Regions from separate parts of the Mus musculus genome. Here region 1 is linked to region 2. The links are chromatin contacts, called in public Hi-C maps. All regions are on one chromosome and are shown on one strand. Each heading gives the region's core, a stretch centred on a gene start, on an enhancer-like site or on the middle of the called end of the contact. The rest is flanking DNA. Distances are from core to core; before and after follow the strand shown.

Region 1 (4,649 bases), core at 599-3,098, 190 kb before region 2:
CTCTCTCTCCCTATTTATTTATAATTTGAGACTGCATCATTTTTTTTTTAATGGTCTGGAACTTGCCAAATAGTTCAGATAGGCTGGCCAGGGCCAAGACAACCCAGCATGTGGAATTATGCTCATGTACTACCATGCCCAGCTTTTTATCTGGGCTCTATAGATTAAAACCATGTCCTGGAGCTTGCAAGGAAAGTGCTTACTGACTGAGCCACCTCGCCAGCCCCAATGCCATTGGCTTCCTATCACTGATAGCATCAGGGAGGAAATACTTCTACAAGCTCCATGGCCTTCTCTATGAAGATAAAGCTTCCAGGATCCTTATCCTGCTCCAAGCAAGACCCAGTTCCCCTAGCACTGCCTTTAGATTTGCATGTGGGCTCAAAACAATTTCCCAGTCTGTGACGAAGCCTCCTTAATCCTGTGAGACAGTAGAAGGTCTAATCATATTAAGATCATGATGAAGATCACAAAATATTTTTCTGTCCTCACATGATTATGAAAGCCCTGGTCTGTTCTCCATGGGCTTGCATTAATGCATGAAGGTACATCCATATAACACACAAATTAGTATCTGTATATTTTACAGTAGCTAAAGTATTTTAATAAGTTCATTAAAGAAACTTGCAGAAACCCTGAATTTATTTTTCAAATACGTTTTGGCTTATTTATGCAAAGTCAAAGCCATCAGCGAGTTTGGAAAGAGCTGTTGCAGTTGGGTCTATATGGACGCGTTCTGAGGGAGCTCCCAGATGGCCCTGTTAGAAGCTGGACCATTGGAGATGCAGGCCTCAAGGGTATGAGTCAAGACCTCATTCCATGAGTTCCTGAGTCTCACAACCTTCCTCAGCCTCTGCCCCTTGAAATGCAAGCATCAGTGGCAGCATAGAAAACCCACAGAAGCCTTGAAACTGAAGCAATGAGATCAGAAAATAGGTTAGATAGGTCAACACTGTGCCATGTGGTCACTGTTGGTAGACCAGTTGGCCTGCTCTTGGCTTACCTTTCATTGTGTGTTCAGTTTAGGTAACACATCTTCCTTCTGCCATGCATTTCGGTCATATTGTTTCTTTCTTTCTCTCTCTCTCTCTCTCTCTCTCTCTCTCTCTCTCTCTCTCTCTCTCTCTCTCTCTGTGTGTGTGTGTGTGTGTGTGTGTGTGTTTTCCTGTGTTCGATAGTATTCTCTATTTTTTTGTAGTTAAACTATGTAACTACAAACAATTTATGGGATGCTTTTATTTCTTAAACATTCCTCTTGTACCCCTCTACTTTGTGTTCCTAAAAGAATCCCACCAAAATTTAGTGTGTGTGTGTGTGTGTGTGTGTGTGTGTGTGTGTGTGTGTGTGTGTCCATATCCAGAAGCCAGAATAGAATGTAGGATAGCTCAGACAGGCTTTGCAGGAGCACATAACTGGTTATGTGGGTGCTGGTGTTGAAACTCTGCCCTCCATGGTTGCACAGCAAACCCTCCTAACTCCTAAGCCATCCCTTCAACCTCACATCTCAGTTTTTGACAGTGTACTTTCCCCTTTCCTGGGGATTTTGTTGACATTAGGAGAAAAAAACCAATTGAGCAAACGAAACGTCACTGTCGAGCACAGGGGAACTGGATCTTGACGTTTGTCTACAGCGCCTAATTCTTAAACTCCCTAAAATTCAAACTTCTGAGTCTCTAGAGCTGAACAGAAATCTGAGCAGGTGGTGCCTCTGAAATGCCACGCAGGAGCACGGTTTCACCCCAACCCCTTTTTTGGGGTGTGCTGCGTGTTTACTCAACATGTGTGCATTTTCTACTTGCCCATCTGGCATGGGCTCTGGGACCAGCCTTGCTGGCTGGTCTGTGTCAAGAGGACTTTAGCCTTTTCATTATAAACAGGAAAGGAATAAAAATCCTATAAAAGACCTCCCTATCTACACCCTCACTTTTGTCCTGTTGTCTCAGAGCAAGTTTTTTTTTTTTTTATGCCATTTACCTCAGAATTTGCATTGCTTATTGATTGGCAATTTGAAAATTGTGTATTGTGCTCTTTTGTTTCTGTGTCCAAGAGCTAAAACAAAAGCGACCAGAGCCTGCGAGGTGCACATTTGCATGCGGCAAGCGTAAAAAGTAATTGCTAATGCATATTTATGTGGCACAAATTTTCCATTTGTTTATGCATAAAATTATCAATAGTGCAGGGCGGCCCAGCCGTAGAAAATGGTGACCTTTTTAGCTTAATAAATAGAAATCAGCTGTTATTGTGAAGAGATCAGCCATTTATTCTGTGTTGAGGGACATTGCCGGGAAAATGCAGATCAGGGCTGGCAATATCATTAAATGGCAGGCCAGTGACCCTTTCCGTACAGTCTATTATACTTTATCTAATAGGGAATAAATGACTCTGCTTGGCAAATGGAATAAAGAACAACAGTGAGGTTTTTTTTTAATTTTTTAAAATCACTATATGGATTTTAAACCAGTAAAATCAAACAGCGAATCTCACACTGACCGACCTGTTGCTAGAATTTGCTTGGAAACATCTATTTTAAAGTTGCTTTTCTTATTTATTAGTCTCTGCCTATTTATCTTTGTACCTTGCACAATGGAAAAGTCAGTCAGGTTACATTATTCTCAGAGAAAAGATCTTTCAGCTTGCAGTTAGCATCCCACCTCCTCCCTCCCACCTTGCCCCCACCCACCCACCCACCCCCACAGCTAACTCCCACTTGGAACTGTGCTTGCCTTGAATTTAACAAGGTTGCTTTCTATTTGGCATTGTTACAACACGTAAGATGGAAGAAAGTATTGACAGATTAAAGTTATAGGGTAAGTTGAAGTGTTTTTTTTTTTAAAGTATTTTACCTTTCTTGTGATAAAAACAGTTTTTAAAAGTTAAGTAAGTAGTGCCTTTAGTTTGGGGGCTATCTGGACACATAGACTGTGCTCAACTGTTTATTCAGTATGTAAAAAAATACAACCAAAATTGCCCTCTCTTTTGTGTTCTGTGTTAAATTTTTATATTTGATAGGTGAAATGTCTTTCAGGCCCCCAGAGACCCTGGGTCTCTGCTGTATCAGTGAGCCTTTATATCTCTTGACTTCCCTCCTTACCCACAGTTCTTAAAATCATTATAGAATTGACTATTAATTAAAGTTGTGTTTGGTTTTTTAGTTTTCCTCATGCTATAGTTACAGCCTTCTGGACTTCATGAAGTGCGTGTTCTGGGCGGGATGATGCCCTGGAGGCCCTCCAGTCCTGCTCAGGGAATGAGGAAGCTCAGGGAGGCTCCCTGCGTGTAGCTCCAGAGTGGGCTCCCAACACCAGCCTGCCAGCTCAGGCCCACGGTCTCCACAGGAACGTCTTTGTAGCCCTGGTCTTTTCCTGGTTGGGGCTTCAGAGGACAGTGTGTTCTGTAGCCCATTCCTCGTGTGACCCAATATGCTCTGTAACCTGTCCATAGCATGATGGAGTAAGCTTTTACTGTCAGAAATGGGCCTGTCTTTCCTTTTGAAAGCAGAGGGTATAAATAGGATTGCACCATGGCACATTAGTTCATAAAATGAATATATTTTTATGTCATTTATAAAGAATCGACTTTAGGTCCATTAGGTCCCCTGTCCCTAGTGGGAAGAAAAACAATGATTTAATGGGCAGCTTGGAATTCCAGAAGAGCAGCAGTATTAACCTCCCATTTCTTGACTCCCTGCCCTACCACCTAAGGCTTTCTCGGAGCTGGGAGAAAGGCTCAGTGGAAAGGGTTCCGAACTAAAGTGCTTTCCTTTCCAGTCGATGCAAAGAAAACTACTGTTTTATCCAACGTCCTCTTCTGAGATGGTGGTGACTGAGATCTCATTTCTCCTGCTCTGTAATTAAATTTAGGTTCATAGCACTTATGATAATCCTAGTCACTTTGACACAACAAACACTTCTGCAAATATAATGGAATTTTCTTCCAAATTGTGGCAGTGACATGGCCATTTTTACACATTAAAAAAAAAAAAAAACAAGTCACAGTAGACACAGGAAAAAATTAATAATTTCTTCTCTCTGTCTAATCTCTTGGCATCCTGTCGTCTTACATAATATACTAAACAAAATCTGATTCTTTCTAAAACTTAACCTGATATAAAGATACTGACATTAGTAAACATTTCAAAAAAATTCATAACTTAATTTATTCTCAAGTCCTGTAACAAAAAATATAAAAATAGCAGCTCCCTCTTGTGGGAGAAATTACTGTGCCCTGCGAATGTCACCTAAAGACACGCTGAGACAAATTTTGCTTCATTTTGGGGTAAATTGAACTTTACTCATCTGTTATGTTCGGCTGATGTTACATTTCATTGAACTGAGCAAAAGTGCGTTGGGGGGGGGGGCTTGAAGGCACATTTTTATCAAAGAGTTATATTTTAATTGGCTGACTGCAGATTGGCAGTCTCTGCTTTGGCTTACTGCTGTCATTTCTACATCCAGTATTTGCAGGGATGGTATGTGTCATTTTTCAGAACTTCTTACTAGAAAAAGCTATCATCCCACGGAGTAACACAGGTTCTTCGTGTGGTCTTGGTAGCCTCCGGGCACCTGTTTTCTTGCTCTCTGGAAGAGATGGCACACTACAGCAATGCCATTGATCTGCCGTGAAGAGCAATCTGACAATGGAACGCTTCA
Region 2 (4,607 bases), core at 1,846-4,345:
GAAGGCTCTCACTCAGAATATAGAGTTACATGTCCAATAGGAATCTTGGGAGAGGGCATAAGCCCTGTATTAACCTGCACCTTCGGATTCCTGAATGTACGCACACGCCAAACTTTCTCCCAAGCATTTACCCCCACCCTTTCTGATCAAGGGTCATATGGCTATCTTTGGTGGGTAATTCCATGTGGTTAAATAGTGCAGATCTGGCCAGGTTTGACCTCCAGATATCACCTTGACCCCTACTCTCTTCTTGGCTCCTGTGCCTGGTTTTTGAGCCAAACAGGTAAATTCCTGTTTAATATTTTCCCCCTTTCTGTCTAAGAAAGAACAATGTGTCTCCATCACTTCTCTGACAACCTCCTGAAACAGGCTTGTTTTTTGATCACCCCATTAGAAATGAACTGGATGGCTGATTCTCTCATGTCGTGATCTTTATGCTTTTGCCTCTGATTTTGAGTACGGCACAGTGTGTGGACACTTCCCTCAGACCTTGGCCCAAGGGTAACTTCCTTCTTCATCCCCACAAGACTCACTGGGATGCTCTTGGGTTTGAGAGCAGATGATCAGCAAAAGATGTTTCCACAGTGACTTCCACAGTTTTGTGCTACTGTGTTTTGGAACTAAGCTCAAGCACGGTGGGTGTTACAGTGTTGTGGGCTCTGTGGCCCTTCACGTGGCAAAGCTGCAGTTCGTCCACTGTGTCTTTCCAGAACATTCTAAGCTCCTTGAGGAGGTCAGTATTGCGTTCTGTACCATGAACCCCACAGCTGTTGCACGCGGTTCGAAGACACTGGCTGCAAACTTGGTGCTCTGTAAGTGTGTGCGCCCAAGGGTATGCATGTGTGAGCATGTTCCGTAGAACTGCAAGTTCAACGCAAAGTCATTCCTCATATGATTAGATGTTGATAAAAATCGAAGATGGGGTCCAGCCCTAGTAATTAATGTCTTAGAATAACTGAGGAAAGATGACCCGCTTGAATCTCAGTAGTGCAAATTCGAGTACGCTGAATGTAAGATAGTGGATGACCAGGAAGGTCAAGACCCAGGAACGCTAAGGAGAAGATCTGTTTCTTCATTCCAGGTGAGCTATTTCTGTCTTCTTCCCATTTTTCTCCTCATTAACTATAGAAACCCAGAGAAACAAGTCACCAAGCACCCCATTCTGACTTAGATGGCATTTCTCAATAAGGGCACTGTTTCTTGCAGCGAATATCACATCTCACTAATTGTCCTGCAAATCCCCTTCTTAATTAAAATCAAAATCTTCATCTTAACGACCCGACAACGACGACACTGCTTACGAATGTGTGTTCCTCCTTGTTCTTTGGAGGCAGATGCTGCGGGTATAGCCCCTTTCTTCCTTTGGCGGGGTAACTCTGGTGAGAAAAATTTACAGCAATTGATTTTGTTTTGTTTGTAGCTGTGGCTATAAAAACTCTAAAGCAAAAGCAAACAGTGCTCATGGGGCAGGGGCACGATGGTGCATGGGTCCACCATTCGCTTTATGGTCCTGATGATGCTAACTCTAGTACAAGGTGCAATGAGTCTGATTGTGCCACTTCTATATGCTTTGGGCTAAGTCACGTGTTCCATTGTGCCTAGGCCGGCTACAGGGGAACTGCATTTAATTCTTTGCCTGGCTACTCAGTCCACCAAAATGGCAAAAGAGCTTCTCAAGGGTCAGGTACCAGCCCTGGAACAACACATTACATACCACAGATGTCTGAATAAAAGTAACGGTGGGAAAGTCTCTCGCAGGGCTCACTCTTTGTTAGGGAATGAAGGGGTGGGGGTGTTAGCAAACCAGGAAGAGTGGACTTTGTCATGTGCAAATATGGTGACCGTAAATGGCGCTGGGGGCCTTTCCATTGTCCCCTGAGTCTGCCATGGGAGAAAGCGGGCCAAGGGGAAGAAAGACACGTTTGATAGAGTTGTGAAGAATGTTTGAATGGAGACTGGGTGTTGGGCATTGTCTTGCAGTGACCTCAATTCGGTACAGTAGAGACCCTTGAAGGCACTGTCTGAAGTCACAATACTGCCATTCTCCTCCGTTTAGTAAAAGGGATTAGTTAAAAGGGTGGCGTTCCGTGCCCAGAGTTCCAACTATTCCATGAAACAAAAGGCCCGAAATGTTTTTGAAGTTATTTTTAATTGAGTTGAACTAATTTAATAAAGGTCCTACGGAGGAAAAAAAAATAAAGGAATGTGATTGTTTTATGATTCCTCACAGATGGAGTGGACATTTATAGCTTGCTTTTCCTTTAGTGTTCCAGAGAACAGTAGCCCCATTTACAGCTACTGTTAGCAATTTAAAACTGCTCCAAAATGAAGTCTTTCAAGAAGTTGACAGCTTATAAATAAATCTGTCTGATAAAACTGAACATAAACTGCATCTGTGGTTAGTTTGCCAAAATTAATTCTACATTTAATTAGAGATAGCAGTCAAACATATTTAATAAAAAACAGTCTTGGAGAGTAAATCAAATGAAGTCAGTTTTTCGCAGACGTTAAGCTTTCTGGTTTTTTTTTTTTTTTCTTTTGGAAGGAGTGATGAAAAGCCCTCACCTCTCTGATTGCCTGTTCTGTGGTATGGAGAGCTCTAGGGAGCTGGGGAAGCCAGTGAGCTCCGCTCTGCTTCCAAAGGTTCCTCCGTCAGCTAAAGAGAGAAAATGATCACTCTGCGGTTTATCTATAGCTCATCACTGCAGTTTACTTTGATGCTCTAAATATTAAAGCCGCAAGTCACAGGCATATTACGATTAATAATTCCAGAGGCCAGCTGAACTGATCCACACTTGTAAACAAACAGCATGTGAGAGTCTCCTTTAAAGGGGTTTAAAATTTCTTGGGAAATCTTGAATTGTTTTTTGAGAGACAGAGACAGAGAGCCGGGTGGGTAGGTAGGTAGGTAGGTAGGTAGGTAGGTAGGTAGGTAGGTAGCTAGGTAGGTAGGTAGATAGGTAGGTAGGTAGGTACTTAGGTAGACAGATTATAGAATGACAGATAAAAAGATAAATGGCTAGGTCAGCGGCAGGCAAAGACTTTGGGCCATGTGATTGGCCTATTAAATATTTGCTCGTGGCATGCTAAAGAGCTGTGGCAACCTGAGGAGTCACATTACACACGAAACTCACAGGTCCATCCCAAAGCAGCAATGTTCTACCACAACAGTGACTGATAGTTCAAAGAACAAACCAGCAGTTCTTCAAACATTGGGAAATCCAACAAAGTCTAAAGTACTGGGTAAAGTTTGCAGAGGACAATAGAAACCAATGCTAGAAAAAAGAAATTCCATGTAACGAGCCAGAAGCATGAAAGAATCCACACAGAGAATAAAGGCAACTTAGCCCAGGTTGCATTTGTTTCAGAAGTATGGTGTTTCCTTCTAGGAATTCGGGAAGTTGAACAAACACTGTCCTATATATTATGGGAGATATAGAAAACTGCTATACTTAGCTAACATGAAGCAATTTGGATTAGAAGTTAAACATTTATTTATGGAGTTTAATGTGACAGTCATAAGATGATTAATCTAGACTAAATATGTTCCCAGATAGCCACGTGTTTTGGTTGTGTGCAGTTTTAATGCTACTTCTGACTAAAATGCAAGAGGCCTTAGCTGCTTTCATTCAGTTACTGCAATATCATTTTGATTTCACATGTTCAATATCCTTTTAAAAAATAAGCTTTGGAACACAATAATTTAACTTCTCAGTAGCTTCATCGAAATTTTGATGAAAGTTTCCTTATTTGTTGTTTGTTTGTTTGAGAAAACAGGACACAAAAACAATACACACTTATTCCTCAAGTTAAAATAATTTATCATGGCCTTGAGGCTTTCCCCTCCACAAGAAAATGCAGAATGTTTATCTACCAGTTGCTTTTTATTTCTATCATGGAATAATGATACTTAAAGGCTGTTGTGTTATAGCTGCTTAATAATTTATTAAAATACAGATCAGTTATAGGCAATAAGTGGTATTAAGTTAAGTAACAAAGGGTTAACTGGTTCAATTATACTTTACCATGTAAATCATTAATAGCATGAGTGGTTAATCGTTTTCACTGGACAAATATGTAAATAGGAGATAGACAGACAGACAGATACACACACATATATGTCCATATACATACATATATATATGTGAGGTAGGAGTTAGACAGTCTTGTAGATGCACACACATACATACACGTACATATACATATATCAATGTATACATGTGATCCAAAGGAATGATTATTTTAATTAATTATTTAAAACTAAGATAAAGAAAACACTTGTTTATCATTGAAGGATTAGAGCAAAGATAATTGATGCAGCCCCATGATTTAATAAATGTCCCTTTCATATAGTAAAAATACATTTTTAAGAAACATCAAAATTTTTGTCCCCCAGAACTATGAAAAATATCTTTAAATTGTTTTAATTTCACAACTAGATTTAACTTGTCAAATGAAGAGTTGTTGGTTTGTTAGCAGTTACAGTTATGAGTTATCAGTTAACTCTGGCTCTTACAGCCATGTAGACAATTCTTCCAGCTAGTGAGCCAGTGCTGGGCCAGCCACTTTCCCAGGCATTCTTTTCGTCAAGGTGGTACGCCATCTTT

Evidence for each region. A called contact is a pair of places that touch in the nucleus more often than the background predicts.
Region 1: a Hi-C map of liver shows a contact between it and region 2, with 2.4 times the contacts expected there. The contact joins two enhancer-like sites. A contact is called at or near these places in 1 of 484 Hi-C or Micro-C datasets (liver) and 1 of 9 other capture datasets (embryonic stem cells).

Annotation. Positions count from the first base shown.
Region 1 is chr6:144,501,205-144,505,853 of GRCm38.p6, reverse strand. It overlaps a transcript of Sox5 not described here. Among named protein-coding and RNA genes, the nearest start is that of Sox5os3, 170 kb to the left of the region's middle. Within about 2 kb of position 1,848, at least 10 of the 459 cell types and tissues checked have an H3K27ac peak or open chromatin away from gene starts, as enhancers often do. A contact at or near this core is called in liver, where this site is marked.
Region 2 is chr6:144,310,504-144,315,110 of GRCm38.p6, reverse strand. It overlaps a transcript of Sox5 not described here. Among named protein-coding and RNA genes, the nearest start is that of Gm38531, 100 kb to the right of the region's middle. Within about 2 kb of position 3,095, at least 36 of the 459 cell types and tissues checked have an H3K27ac peak or open chromatin away from gene starts, as enhancers often do. A contact at or near this core is called in liver, where this site is marked.